Regions from separate parts of the Bos taurus genome. Here region 1 is linked to region 2. A link is a contact called in public Hi-C data. All regions are on one chromosome and are shown on one strand. The core of a region is the stretch at or near the end of the contact, and the rest is flanking DNA. Distances in the headings are between cores, read along the strand shown.

Evidence for each region. Hi-C and Micro-C count contacts between places; a contact is called where the count stands out from the background.
Region 1: a Hi-C map of an unstated tissue shows a contact between it and region 2, with 3 times the contacts expected there. The contact joins the promoter of MREG here to the enhancer-like site in region 2. A contact is called at or near these places in 2 of 11 Hi-C or Micro-C datasets (skin fibroblasts and an unstated tissue).

The regions. Positions count from the first base shown.
Region 1 is chr2:104,035,232-104,042,205 of ARS-UCD2.0, reverse strand. MREG (melanoregulin) reads left to right here and starts at 3,484. Exons shown (of 5, transcript NM_001192953.1): 1 at 3,484-3,578. The coding sequence starts at 3,484.
Region 2 is chr2:103,977,712-103,984,585 of ARS-UCD2.0, reverse strand. All of the region lies in intron 2 of MREG (melanoregulin), which reads left to right. Among named protein-coding and RNA genes, the nearest start is that of MREG, 58 kb to the left of the region's middle. Within about 2 kb of position 2,520, at least 6 of the 102 cell types and tissues checked have an H3K27ac peak or open chromatin away from gene starts, as enhancers often do.

The sequences.
Region 1 (6,974 bases), core at 2,235-4,734, 57 kb before region 2:
CCCCATGCGCTACAACTATTCAGCCTGCCCCCTAGAGCCTGTGCTCCACAAGAGGAGCCACCAAAATGAAAAGACCGCGCACCTCATCTAGAGAGTAGCCCCCACTCTCCACAACTAGAGAAAACCTGAGTGTAGTAATGAAGATCCAGCACGGCCAAAAAGGAATAGTAAATAAATAAAACTTCTTAAAAAAGGTCGATTAAATGACTTATCTAAAATCAAGGTTAGTACAGGGCAGAGAACCTGTATTTTCCAGGAACTAAACACCTTCTCTAATTTCTCCATTCTCAACAAATCCAACTTCAGCAGTTAATACAAGTTGTCCGATGTTGGCTTTCATCTTCTTGCTAGCAGCCCCTTGGTCCACTTTCTACCTGAACGTAGGTGAGTGAACTCAATCCAACGTCCAATTTCAGAACAAAGTTCATCCACCAAAGGGACTGCCCAGTTGCTAGCAAGTCTGCTGTCAAGAACAACAGTCTCCATCCTGGCACAGCTGTAAGTGATCAAGGACACGGTGCTGGGTTCGATACCACAGCCCTGTGCTCCCTGGTGACAACTGGTATTCTGTTATGTCCTCTTAACTTTTCATGATGGGTCCCTATCCTGTTTCCCCAGCTAAGTCAGAGCTCTGAGGAAACTTCTCTTATCCTTCCTTAACTCTCAGTAGTCAGCCTCTCAATGAATATGCACTTGATTAGTTCCCTCGGCCTCATAATGTAGCCAGAACAGGATAAACTTAGGTGTAGTAACACACTTTTAAATGAACACACTGCCCATGAGAATTGACACTTCTGGAAATAAACTCTTGCTCTTCTTCCTTGCCTCTTCAAACCTGCCCACGCGACATCCATCTTTATCACAATCAATAACACAATTCTACTCTCACAAATTGTGAGCCCCCAACGTTGGACTCACTGCTGACTTTCATTTATACTTTACTTCCAATCCATTATAAATCTCATTGGCTCTGCCTTCAAACTCCATTCAGAGTCCAGTTATTTCTTCCCACCTCTAGTTGCTTCCTCCCTGGTCTAAATGATGGTCATTTATCACGTGGGTCATTAGAATGGCCTCCACTCGCCTCTTCTAAAACAGTCCTTGTTACCCAGTTTCTTCTCAAGACAGCAGTCAATGGATCCTATCGCCATCCATGTTGACCACATCTCTCCCTCTACTCAAAAGCCTCCAAAGGTTTGCTCACTCACATGGGACAAAATCGAGTTCTTACCACGTCCTAAGAGGCCACTTGGTTCTATCATCTCCTATTACTCTTCCTCGTGGCCCAATCCTCTCTCTGGCCCCTGGAACCCCTGCTCTTTCTTGGGCAGCCTACTGTTATTCTCTCTCCTCTGGGGTTTTGCATGCAGCCTTCACTCTCCCAGCAATACTCTTCCCCATGAAACCAGGGCTAGCTTGCTCATCATCTTTTAATCTTTCCCTAAAGGTCACCATGTAGGGAGGCCTTCCCTGACCACCCCATTTAGAACTTCAGCCACCACTCCTCTCCCCAGTACACTACACTACACACACATACACACACACACACACACACACACACACACACACACGCCTTCCTGGCACTGCTTATCCCCTTTCCTGTCTTATTTTTCTCCATAGTACACATCACCTTCTAACACACTCAATAATGTATTTCATTTGTCTAACTCCCCTAGTAGAATGTTTGCTTCAAAAAAGTAAGGATTTTTATTTCTTTCATTCACTGCAGTGTTCCCAGAGCCTAGAACATGCCTGGAACTTACAGATGTTTGATAAACATTTGTTGAATAAACATGATTGATAAAGATGAAAATTCCATAGTATTGGTGGTTGTCTAGGGAAATATACTTTCAGATGTGGCCAGTCAGAGTGTGAATTGGAATTACCTCTTTGGAGGGCAATTTGGCAAGATCCAGGCTTCCCTGGTGGCTCAGATGGTAAAGCATCTGTCTGCAATGCAGGAGACCCGGGTTTGATCCCTGGGGTGGGAAGATGCCCTGGAGAAGGAAATGGCAGCCCACTCCAGTACTCTTGTCTAGAAAATCCCATGGACGGAGGAGCCTGGTAGGCTACAGTCCATGGGGTTGCGAAGAGTCAGACACAACTGAGCGACCTCACTTCACTTCACTTTTTGGCAAGATCCATCAAAAATTAAAAAGGCATCTTACCTGTGACCTAGAAATTCAACTGCCAAATATTTATTCAAGAGATATACATGTCCAAACACATAGTTCAAGGATATTTACTGCAGCATTATTTTAATAATAAATGGCTGTAATGAACTTGTTATTCATCCATTGGCATCTGGTTAAAAAAACATAAGGGCATCAACTACATAAATGCAACTGTTAAAGATCATAGAGAAGAAGTTCTTCATGTGCTGGTGGGACAGTCTGTGTTGTAAACTGAGTGAAAAAAGCCAGGGACAGAAATGTGTGGAGTATGGCACTGAGTATAAAGGGAAAAGGCTATGGGTGCCTATACTTACATGTTTGCATAAGCATTAAGTGTATGTGTGTGTGTGTTTAAAATCTGGAAAATAGTCAAAAAATTCAGTCGCAGTCAACTCTTTGGGACCCCATGGACTGTAGCCCCCCAGTCCCATGGACAGGGCCCCTGTCCGTGGGATTTCCCGGCAAGAATCCTGGAGTGGGTTGTCATTTTTTCCTCCAGGGGATCTTCCTGACTCAGGAATCCAACCTGGCTCTCCAGCCTCTCCTGCACTGGCAGGCGGATTCTTTACCACTGAGCCACTGGGGAAGTCAAAAAGCTAATGACAGAGGTTGCCTTTTTTTCAGAAAATTATTCAAGGGCTGGGTGACTTGTAAACAATTTTTTAAAATTCGTTGTGAACGTTGTACTTAAAAAGCTCACTTCTATAATGCATGAATCCATTTTTGCTAACTTTTACCCCGTGTGGCGCTGACAGGCTAAAAATATGCCCTAACCTCTGCTTTGAAGGCAAGGGGTGGGGGTGGGAAGGAGGACCTTTTATTTCCTCGGGCAGTGAAGCCAATAAAACGTGTGAATAGATCCAGCCCAACCTCGTGCTCTGTGACTCGGGGGCGGGCTCCTCCCTCCCCCAGCCCCATCCCCAGCTGCGCCCTCGGATTCTGCCATCTGGCGGCTGGAGTCCCGGCTTCCTCCTTAGAGGGCAGCAGCGGAGCGTCTCGGGGACGCATGCGCCCCAATTTGCGCCCGGGGAATTAAAGAGCGAGAAGAAAAGCCCCAACGAAACCCGCGCCCCAAACAAAACCCAAGTGGAGGAAAGCGCGCGGCTCCGCAGCTCCGGGGCAGCGGAGGCGCCTCCCGCCTCGCTCGCGTCCCCGGCCGCGGCGGGATGCGCACGGACCGACCCGCGACGCCCCGGCCGCCACTGTGCCCGCACCTGGACGCCGGTCGGGTGGCCGCGCCCCAGTCGCGCTCGCTCGCCGCCGCGGCTCCCCCAGAGTGGCCCGGCGCCGGCGGGGCACCTCGCTCTCCATGGGGCTGAGGGACTGGCTGAGGACCGCGTGCTGCTGCTGCCCTTGCAAGTGCCTGGAGGAGCCCGCCGTGCCGGAGAAGGAGCCTCTGGTCAGGTGGGTGCCGCGCACGTCCCGGCCGTAATCTGGGGCTCCCTGGCCGCCGCCGGGCATCACGGACTCGGGGTTCCCGTGTGCTCCTCTGAGCTGGGGAGGTGCGCTTGTTTTAAGCTCACACGGAGGCACAGACTAAGCCCCTTGGTTCCTTAAAGAAGATCCTGGTCCTTGGGGGTTGTTCCTTGGGTAAAGTTTTTGCCAGAATGCACAAATTCTTGGAGGCGCCTGGGACCCAAGAAGATGTGTGTGGGAAACGGCAAGAGCTCGGGTGCAGTTCCCCGGGCAGAGAACTACCGGAGAGAAGTTTGCACAGGGGTCCTATTAAATACAACTGTGATTGTCTGTTTCATAGGCATGTTTCAGTGAAATGGGCGACTGTGAATTTCTTTCACCCAGGAAAAAAGTTACTCAATTTTATTAGGAAGAGAAGACATTTACAGTGACGGAGAGCAAGGAAATATTTTTTACATTAAAAAAAGTACATATTTTTCTCAGGGGACACTGGAACGTTGATTCATGACAGATTAAGCTATTAAGTGTGAGGAAATTAATGCAAGTTAGCAATGCGCTAAGGGCCTTTGTGAAGGGACCATACAACACGGCTTTGTTCAGGGCTGTGATTGTAAGCAATTATTTTATATCTTGACTGCTGAAATCAAGGTTTCATTTCGGCATGACTTGGGGGTAGGTAGGTTAGAAACAAAATATTTGAAATGAAATTAGGAAATAGTAGGTGAGGCAAAATTCCAGGGTTTCGTAGGCAAAAACATGGAAGCCAGTGTTTCTTATGAAATATGCAACTAATATGATAAAGCTTTCACAACTTTTTAAAAACACGATTTACCTTTTCTTACTCTGTCAAGTCCAAACACTCCCCATGACTTTTGAGATCTTACATAACCCCTTCCCTCCTGTCCACTCCTGTTTTCCGGTATATTACACGCTGTGCACTCTTTGATTTAATCAGACAGGCATCCTTACTGCTCTAGGAACAATCTAAGCTTCTTATTCCCTCCAAGCTTGTTCAAAGTGGTGACCTTTATTTTTCCTGCCTGTTCTTAAATGGTAGTTTTCAAGTCCCCCTCAGTCAGTCGGTCTTTGATTTTTTCGTCCTTATTCATCTTTCTCGCCTATGACTTAGGGTTTAGAACTTGCTATCTGCTCCTCATGGTTTAGTGAGCACATATATACATAAACATGTATGTCCTGTTTGCTTTCTGTGTATAATATACACACCATACACAATGTTTTTGTTTGCTCCTGCAATGGTGTTCCCACTTCGATTATTAGATTGTTGTGGGTAGGGAGAAACCCAGTAATCTACCCCTAGTCTTAAAATAGTGGATCAGTTCAGTTCCGTCGCTCAGTCGTGTCCGACTCTTTGCGACCCCATGAATCGCAGCACGCCAGGCCTCCCTGTCCATCACCAACTCCCGGAGTTCACTCAGACTCGCAGTCTGGAATTTCAGGCTTGGATTATACCCTCAATTTGTCAATATTCATAATAACTTGAAATAACAGCCTTCAGCTTGGTCTCATTCTCAGAGCCTTGGGTCTTTCCAATATTCTGTTGGGAATTGCTATTTAAGATAATAGTTTTGGTTGTCTTAAAAAATCTCAACCCTCTCCTGCCTTGGTTTACATTGTAAGTCAGAGAATTTTCAAGTGATTTTAAGGCTTTAGAGTCAGTTGAGGCAGAATAGCATGGTTCTCATGAGCCAGATTGCCTGGGGTTAAATTCCAGCCTGGGTGACCTGGCACAAGTTATGAAACTTTTTGTGCTTTAATTTCCTCATATGTAAAACGGGAATGATAATAGTATGTACCTCAGAAGGATGCAGTGTATAGATACCTGCATGTTCTTTCCTGCCCAAATCATTAGAAGGTCTAGATTGAAATCTTTTTTAAATGTGAAATTCAGTGCTTTTTAATACATTCACAAAGCTGTGCAGTCATCAACACTCTTAACTCCGGACATTTTTCATCACTCCAAAAAGAAGCACTATACTCATTGGCAGTCACTTGCTGCCCTCCCCTCCCTGCCCACTCCCTGCCATCCCCCAGGCCCACAGTCAACCACGAATCTACTTTTTGTCTTTAGAGATTTACTTCTTCTGGACATTTTGTATAAACGGAATCCTTCAATGTGTGGCCTTTTGCATCTGACTTCTTTCACTTAGCATAATGTTTTCAAGTTTCATCTGTGTTGTAGGTTTATCAGCACTTAACTCTTTTTATTGTTGGATAATATTCCAGTGCATAGATGTTTTACATTTTATTTATCAATTGATAGATATTTGGGTGATTCCCACTTTTTGGCTTTTAAAATAATGCTTCTGTGAACATTAGTGTACACATTTTTGTGTGGACGTATGTTTTTGATTCTCTTGGGTATACACCTAGAAGTGGAATTGCTAGGTCACATAGTAAATTTTACATTTTAACTTTCTGAGTTGCTGCCAGGCTGTTTTCCAAAGTGACTGGTTTGAAATCTTGACGTGGTGAAGTCATATGGCCAGATGGTCTTAATTTTTATTTTATTAAGAACTTCATTCTTCATGTCATTTTTTTTTCATTTATAAAAAAAAGATTTTGTACAGACATTGCCTGCCCTCAGCTGAATCCTTTATTCCATCATAAAACAGTGGTTATCAGGCTTTATGTCATACCCCAAGGCAATAGTGCTGGAAGAGGTATGGTCGAAAGGAAGACATTCGTCACTTGTGTGCGTGGTCACCTGCAGTCCTTTCCCAAAACGGACCAGGGAACCTCATTAGTTCAGCAAAACTAGTTTTTAATCTCAGCTCCTATGCCAATCTGACATTGCCGCTTGTGGTTTTTAAGAAATATTTATTGATTTATTTGGCTGCGTTGAGTCTTAGTTGGGGCACACAGACTTGGAAGTTGTGGCAATGCATGGGTTTTGCTGCCCCGCAGCATGTGGGATTCCAGTTCCCTGACCAGGAACCCAACTGGTGTCCCCCACATTACAAGGCAAATTTTTAACCACTGGACCACCAGGAAAGTCCCTGTGTTTTTGATCTTGCTTTGTTTGCGTTTTCTGGAATTTTGGACCTAAAGGGAATGGCTGTCAGTTGTCTGGCTTGCATCTATATTTTTCTCTGTCCCATGAGTTCTTTCTTTGCCCTTTCTCTTGAAGTATGCTGGGGCCTCCCCTGACTATAAATTCATCCCCATGTTGCTGTTTTCTTTAGCTGGCATCCTCTGCTTTCCCTTGTGTTGGGCGCAGATGTCTTTAAAGTGCAGTCAATTGTACCCCCACCTCCTCCTTCACCTCCCACTCATCATGAGATCTGGTTCCTTCCCCTGCATGACTACATGAGAACTCTTCTCTTGAAAGTTACAAGAGAAAGAAATCTGCTGTTCTTTTCTCGG
Region 2 (6,874 bases), core at 1,271-3,770:
TTTAGGATGAACTGGTTAGATCTCCTTGCAGTCCAAGGGACTCTCAAGAGTCTTCTCCAACACCACAGTTCAAAAGCATCAATTCTTTGGTGCTCAGCTTTCTTAATACTCCAACTCTCACATCCACACATGACCAATGGAAAAACCATAGCCTTGACTAAACGGACCTTTGTTGACAAAGTAATGTCTCTGCTTTTTAATATGCTGTCTATGTTGGTCATAACTTTCCTTCCAAGGAGTAAGCGTCTTTTAATTTCATGGCCGCAGTCACCATCTGCAGTGATTTTGGAGCCCAGAAAAATAACGTCAGCCACTGTTTACACTGTTTCCCCATCTATTTGCCATGAAGTGATGGGACCGGATGCCATGATCTACAATTTTCTGAATGTTGAGCTTTAAGCCAACTTTTTCACTCTCCTCTTTCACTTTCATCAAGAGGCTTTTGAGTTCCTCTTCACTTTCTGCCATAAGGGTGGTGTCATATGCATATCTGAGGTTATTGATATTTCTCCCGGCAGTCTTGATTCCAGCTTGTGCTTCCTGCAGCCCAGCATTTCTTGTGATGTACTCTGCATATAAGTTAAATAAGCAGGGTGACAATATACAGCCTTGATATACTCTTTTCCTATTTGGAACCAGTCTGTTGTTCCATCTCCAGTTCTAACTGTTACTTCCTGACCTGTATACAGGTTTCTCAAGAGGCAGGTCAGGTGGTCTGGTATTCCCATCTCTTTCAGAATTTTCCACAGTTTATTGTGATCCACACAGTCAAAGGCTTTGGCATAGTCAATAAAGCAGAAATAGATGTTTTTCTGGAACTCTTTTGCTTTTTCGATGATCCAGTGGATGTTGGCAATTTGATCTCTGGTTCCTCTGCCTTTTCTAAAACCAGCTTGAACATCTGGAAGTTCACGGTTTACGTATTGCCGAAGCCTGGCTTGGAGAATTTTGAGCGTCACTTTACTAGCGTGTGAGATGAGTGCAATTGTGAGGTAGTTTGAGCATTCTTTGGCATTGCCTTTCTTTGGGATTGGAATGAAAACTGACCTTTTCCATTCCTTTGACCACTGCTGAGTTTTTCCAAATTTGCTGGCATATTGAGTGCAGCACTTTCACAGCATCATCCTGGAAGACAGGGTAGGATTTAGATGACAGTAGAATGTGGTCAGAGGCAGACAGGGTCAAGATGGAGAGCCTGTCTGGGACTGACACTGCTTTTTCAGTAAGTGGTACCCACTGGAGTTCTCTGTGAGAGAAATGACCCAGTCTGACCTTTAGGAAGATAGCTGGTTGGGAGGAGACTGGAGTAGTTAGCTTCTGGAAGCAGAGGGACCTTTACTGGAGCTGTTTAGGCCAATGAAGGCTGAGACAGTGGCGATAGATATGAGAGGAATCTTGTGACAGAGGCAGAAGGACCAGGACTGGGTGACTGATTTGGATGCGTTGAGAAGGTGGGCTGGAAGGGAAGTGAGCGGTAGATGGCCACGTTGGGAGTGTCAGAGGGCCTGTGCTGGCTTGATGGAGGCCGGTGGGGAGTCAGACTGGGCTCTGTCCAGTGGCCGGGTCAGCCACCCGTCCATGTGGAGGCATCTGACAGAAAGGGGACAATAGAAACCTGGACCTGGGGCTTGGGTTCAGGGCCCCAGAAGGAGGCCTGGGCGTCACCGGCCGAGAAGTAGTGACAGCAGAGGTGGGGCGTTAGAGGAAATCATCCAGGTAGGTGGAAGGGGAAAGACCCGACACAGAGCCTTGGGAGAGGACCACACAAGAAGAGGCAGAGGAGGAAGAAGACCGGCAGAGGGAGGGAGGAGAGTGAGGAAGTGGAGCTGGAGGAGGCACTTTAGAGGCAGGGAGTCTGAACCTCTGACCTCCTGCTGGCTGACTCCAGGCAAGAACCAGACCTTTCTACTGCCGTATGGGGGGACTAATGTCCACCCTACCCCACCAGGTGTCCTGAAGGGCACTTAGTAGATGCTTATTGCTTCTTTCCCGTAGAGACCTGGGGAGGCATGGGAAGAAGTAGGGTGGGGGGCACATCAGCATCCTATGCTTTAGGAAAGGACACTCCTGTTGGGTTACTCCTGAGCTGAGGAGGTGGGGGACGGACCTTGGCACTTGCCGTGGGTAGCAGGTCTGAAAAGCTGATAGCCAGGCGCTGATGAGTAAGGGGATGAGGAGGAAGAGAGAAGGCTCTGGAAGCTCCCTTTGAAACCACGTAGCCAAGAAGGGAGGGTGGACAACCACGTGGCATTAGAGGAAGCAGGGTAAAGAGAAGGGCGTCTTGGTAGTGCGTCACTGAAACCCTCTGACCTCTCAGGAAGAGGGAGCTAGTTCCTGGCAGAAATCCATTTCTTGGATTTGGCATCTGGGGTTGAAGCGTTCGGGTGTTTGTTCAGAGATGCCAGCCGATGCACTCTGGAAGGAAGAAGTCTGTCACGTGAGCCAGGGAAACTGTGGTTGGTCTTGTGAGCCCGTTGGGGCCCCGGCCGGGTTTCTGAATTAGATGTCCTGTGACCCAGTCATCTTGAAAGCCTGGGAGGAGAGGGCTGCCGGCTTTCCAGGGACTTTTCCAAGGGAAGGGAGACAGTGTGACCTGTCTCCTTCTGAAATGAGTGATGGGGCTTCAAGGGAAGAGCAAAGGAAGTATCCAGTAGGTAGATGAGTCTAAGAACCTTGGGGCCTTTCTCAGTTTCGAAGCCTAGTTTCAGAAAAGTGTGGGCAGTTTCTCAGCTGTCTCTGCCTTGCAGACAAGCACAGCCCGATCCCAGACATTGACCTTTTCTCCTCTGTCCTCGGAATCTCAGACCTTGGCTTCTGCCACCCTCACTGCCCACCCCATCTGCATCTTGAAGGGAGTGGTTTTGCCTTTGTCTCACTCCTCAGAGGTGACAGTAGCCAGGTGGACAGGAGGGTGTGGGAGAGGGGTAGTTGAGGGGGTTGAGGTCCCTCCACCTGCTCTGAGGAGGGGAGACGGAACGGAAGTCCCCAAAGGAAGGACTCCCAGGGAGTCAACCCTTGAGAAGGATGTTCTTGCGTGGCTGCATTCTTGCCTAAAGCCTGGTGATACTTTGCTTTTAGAAAAGTTCTTTTTTCTTCCATGATTTTAATTGTGTTTTCTCTGTTCCTCCTTCAGGTTGACCTCTGTTCTAATCATCTGCTCTTTTGTCTTTAACTGCCTTCTTACCTTGCTCATGCACCAACTCCTCCCCACACCCCCCACCTCCCAGCACTTTCCTGTTTGAAGAGACAGGGTAGACAGTGGCTATGCATGTTGGCCCTACAACCAGACTGCCTGGGTCAGAAATCTCAGCTCCTTATCTACTAGTGTGTACACCTGGGCAAGTACTTCATCTCCCTGAGCCTCAGTTTCCTCATTTTTCAAATGTTATAATAATATCCATCTCATTGAGACTTCCCTGGTAGCCCAGTAGCTAAAGCCTTGCGTTCCCAATGCAGGGGGCCAGGGTTTCGATCCCTGGTCCAGGAACTAAATCCCAGACACTGCAACTAAGAGTTTGCGTGCCACAGCTAAAGATCCTGCTGCAAATAAGATCCAAATAAATTAATAAAAATATTTTAGAAAATCCATCTCATACATGTCATATTATGAGAATTAACTAAATAAATACATATAAAGAGCTTAGAGTAGTACCTGGGAAGTTATAGGTACTCTGTCAATATTATCTATCTATATCTGTCTACTGTCTGTCTGACTCTCTTTTTTTGTAAATGCCTTCAAATCCTTTTCTAATTTTTCCAGGTGACACAGAAGGAATATATTATGTTGAAAGAGCCTACAGAAGTTATATTTCTAGAAATGATAAATTATATAGTGTATTTTCACCGTGCTGTGTGCTTAGTCGTTCAGTCGTGTCTGACTCTTGGCGACCCCATGGATTGTAGCCCACCAGGCTCCTCTGTCCATGGGGATCCTCGAGGCAAGAATACTGGAGTGGGTTGCGGTGCTTGCCTCTAGGGATCTCCCAAACCCAGGGATTGAACCCAGGTCTCTTGCATTGTAGGTGGATTCTTTACTGTCTGAGCCACCAGGGAAGCCCCTAAAGTACAGCAGCTATCACATGGAGCTCCAGTGATGGAGAGCCCATTCTCTTAGAAAACCTTCATCCTGGGTGGAAAGTCCCATCTAATATCGATCTTTCTGTGGCTTCCACTAACACGAACAAGTCTTACTGGAACAAGGAATAAATAAAGTTATTAGTTCTTGTTATTAGGAGCAAATAAAAATGCACCCAACTCTTAGGTTGAAAAAAGTCAACATAGCCAAAGGACCAGATGCAGGGACGTGTCTTTTGCATGAACTGCTGCTAATAAATTTCAACTTGTAGATTTTATATCATAGGCCTTATTTGTTACAGGTTTCAAGCCTTGATTCTTACATTCCCTGTGTTAGTCATCTCTGCTACTTTTGTGAACTTTGACCCCATACAGTACCTGATGAAAATGATGGCTAAGCTCAGAAACCAAGCCCTTTCCTGTGTCACTAAAAACCTTCCTCCAAGCTGACGTCAACAGCTTTGAATGCTCTTCAGTAGCTTGAAGACTACCTTAGTCTGTGTTATCCACTTCACATTTCTCTGTGAAAAGCAAGCATGAGAGAATCCGTTAGAGGCTTGTTAAAATGCAGATATTCCTCCACCCCCATATATCACATGTCTTTCTTACTTATCTACCTGCAGAATGAAAGAAAATGAAATGGGAGAAGCAGTCAATATATATATTTTTTAAATATCTTTTGGAAACTCCATTTTGAATAGAAAGTAGCATAAGATGATACGAATTGGTGAAAATTGAAAGGAAAGAGATAGCAGTTACAATATTCAAAGAATTCATTTTATCAAAAAGCTATCACTTTCAAGTAAAAGTATTTGACTACTCTGCACCTTGTAGTTCCTTGAGTTAGATGTTTAATATTAGCAATATAATGTTGTTATAACTACAGTCGTATGGAGTCTTCTTTTAATGTGGATGTTGAGTTGAAGTGGGAATTCCCATAGGGATATACACAGTGTATGATACATGTTGGTACTTGGGGCAATATAGCTCTTCCATCTTTCTCTGTCTCTCATTGCAAGGGAGGAGGACAAGTGGGGATACAGAGTCTCACTAGCATTTGCACAGATCACGATCTGTTCCCTGGGGCTGGCACATTGCAGCCCCCAGTGAAATCTGGGTTCCAGTAGCAAAAAAGAAAGACATAATACAGACCCTGGGGTAACTGATCTGTCTGCCACAAGCAGATGCTTGATGTTCGCTTCTCCAAGACCTGTTTTCCTCTTCTCTCATCAATCTATCAGGTTTGTCCCAAATTTCCTTTGGAGAGAACAGTTACATTCTCAGTTCTAAGAGTGGACACTGATTCAGTTCAGTTCAGTCATTCAGTCGTGTCTGACTCTTTGTGACCCCATGGACTGCAGCACACCAGGCTTCCCTGTTCTTCACCAGTTCCCAGAGCTTGCTCAAACTCATGTCCACTGAGTCGGTGATGCCATCCAACCATCTCATCCTCTGTCATTCCCTTCTCCTCCCACCTTCAATCTTTCCCAGCATCAGGGTCCTTTCCAGTGGGTCAGTTCTTTGCATCAGGAGGCCAAACTATTGCAGTTTCAGCTTCAGCATCAGTCCTTCCAATGAATATTCAGTACTGATTTTGACGGGGTTGATCTCCTTGCTGTCCAAGGGACTCTCAAGAATCTCCAGCACCACAGCTCAAACAGGACACTGATTGGCTTAAGCTAATAAACTCAACCCTGGCTGGATATTAGAACCAATAAGGGACTATTTTAAAATATCTGTGTGGGACCTATCTCTCAGAGCAACAAAATCAGAATCCTTTGAAGGGGTGCTTGGCTTGAAATCCAATAACATAAGCCAATCAGCATATCCCCCTGGCTCAAGGATGGGCACGTAACCCAACTCAAGCCAAGCAGATGCAGCAAGTTTTCATTTTATGCCCTCTGTTCTCTTTGAATTTTTATTTCTTTGTGATTATATTAATTATATATTAGTTATATTTGTATAGTTAAAAGTAAATTAATCTCTTTTGAAGTTGCTCATAAGATGATTTTAAAGTATATGTCATCTATTGTTAGAGTACATTTCTTCAAATGTACAAATCTCCATTTTAGGAAGAAGTAAGAAGTATATTTTAACTGTGCCATGTATCTACAACCTCACAGTAACACAGAATAGGTGTGAATAAAATGTTTTAATTTTATGTCTGAGAAGATGACTCCTGGAGCTTAAATCAGAGCTCAAGGTCAAGACCAGCTCATGGGATGGAGAAGCCGCAGGAAAGCTGGCTCCTGACTGTGGAAGCCGATTGTTCTTTGTTCTGCTGTTCATGTTTGACCTCAGCCTTCTTATCTAGCAGCTCTAATCTGATCTGGCCAAAAACTAGAGAGGAGAAAATCCTCAAGGATTCAGCTAAGTATCTTCAGTTGCTCTTTTTCAATCAGATGTTTTTCGGTTTGACTTGGTTCCCAGATACCTTATGAAATTAAATTTGCATGATTTCTTTGATTACACCTCTGCTAATGTACTCATTGTTCAACTTGGAGGCCACAGTGACACAATGACCACCTTGCATTACTTCAGAAATTATGAGTAAACAAAGATTGTTTTAGAAGGTAAGAGTGTTAACTTTTGATGTCTAGTAGATTTGAGTGTCAAGTCATTTGTGAAGAATATTTGACTTGTTATTTTCAAGTTATTTGTCTGAAGAAAATTGCTGCAGTTTTTAAAATGTAGAAGGACATCATAAATCTTGTTTTTCTCTAATACTAAGGAATAAATGAGTTAGTTTCTTTAGTTGTGGGTAAGATTTTGTTCATCATTGTTTCTTATTTGCTACATT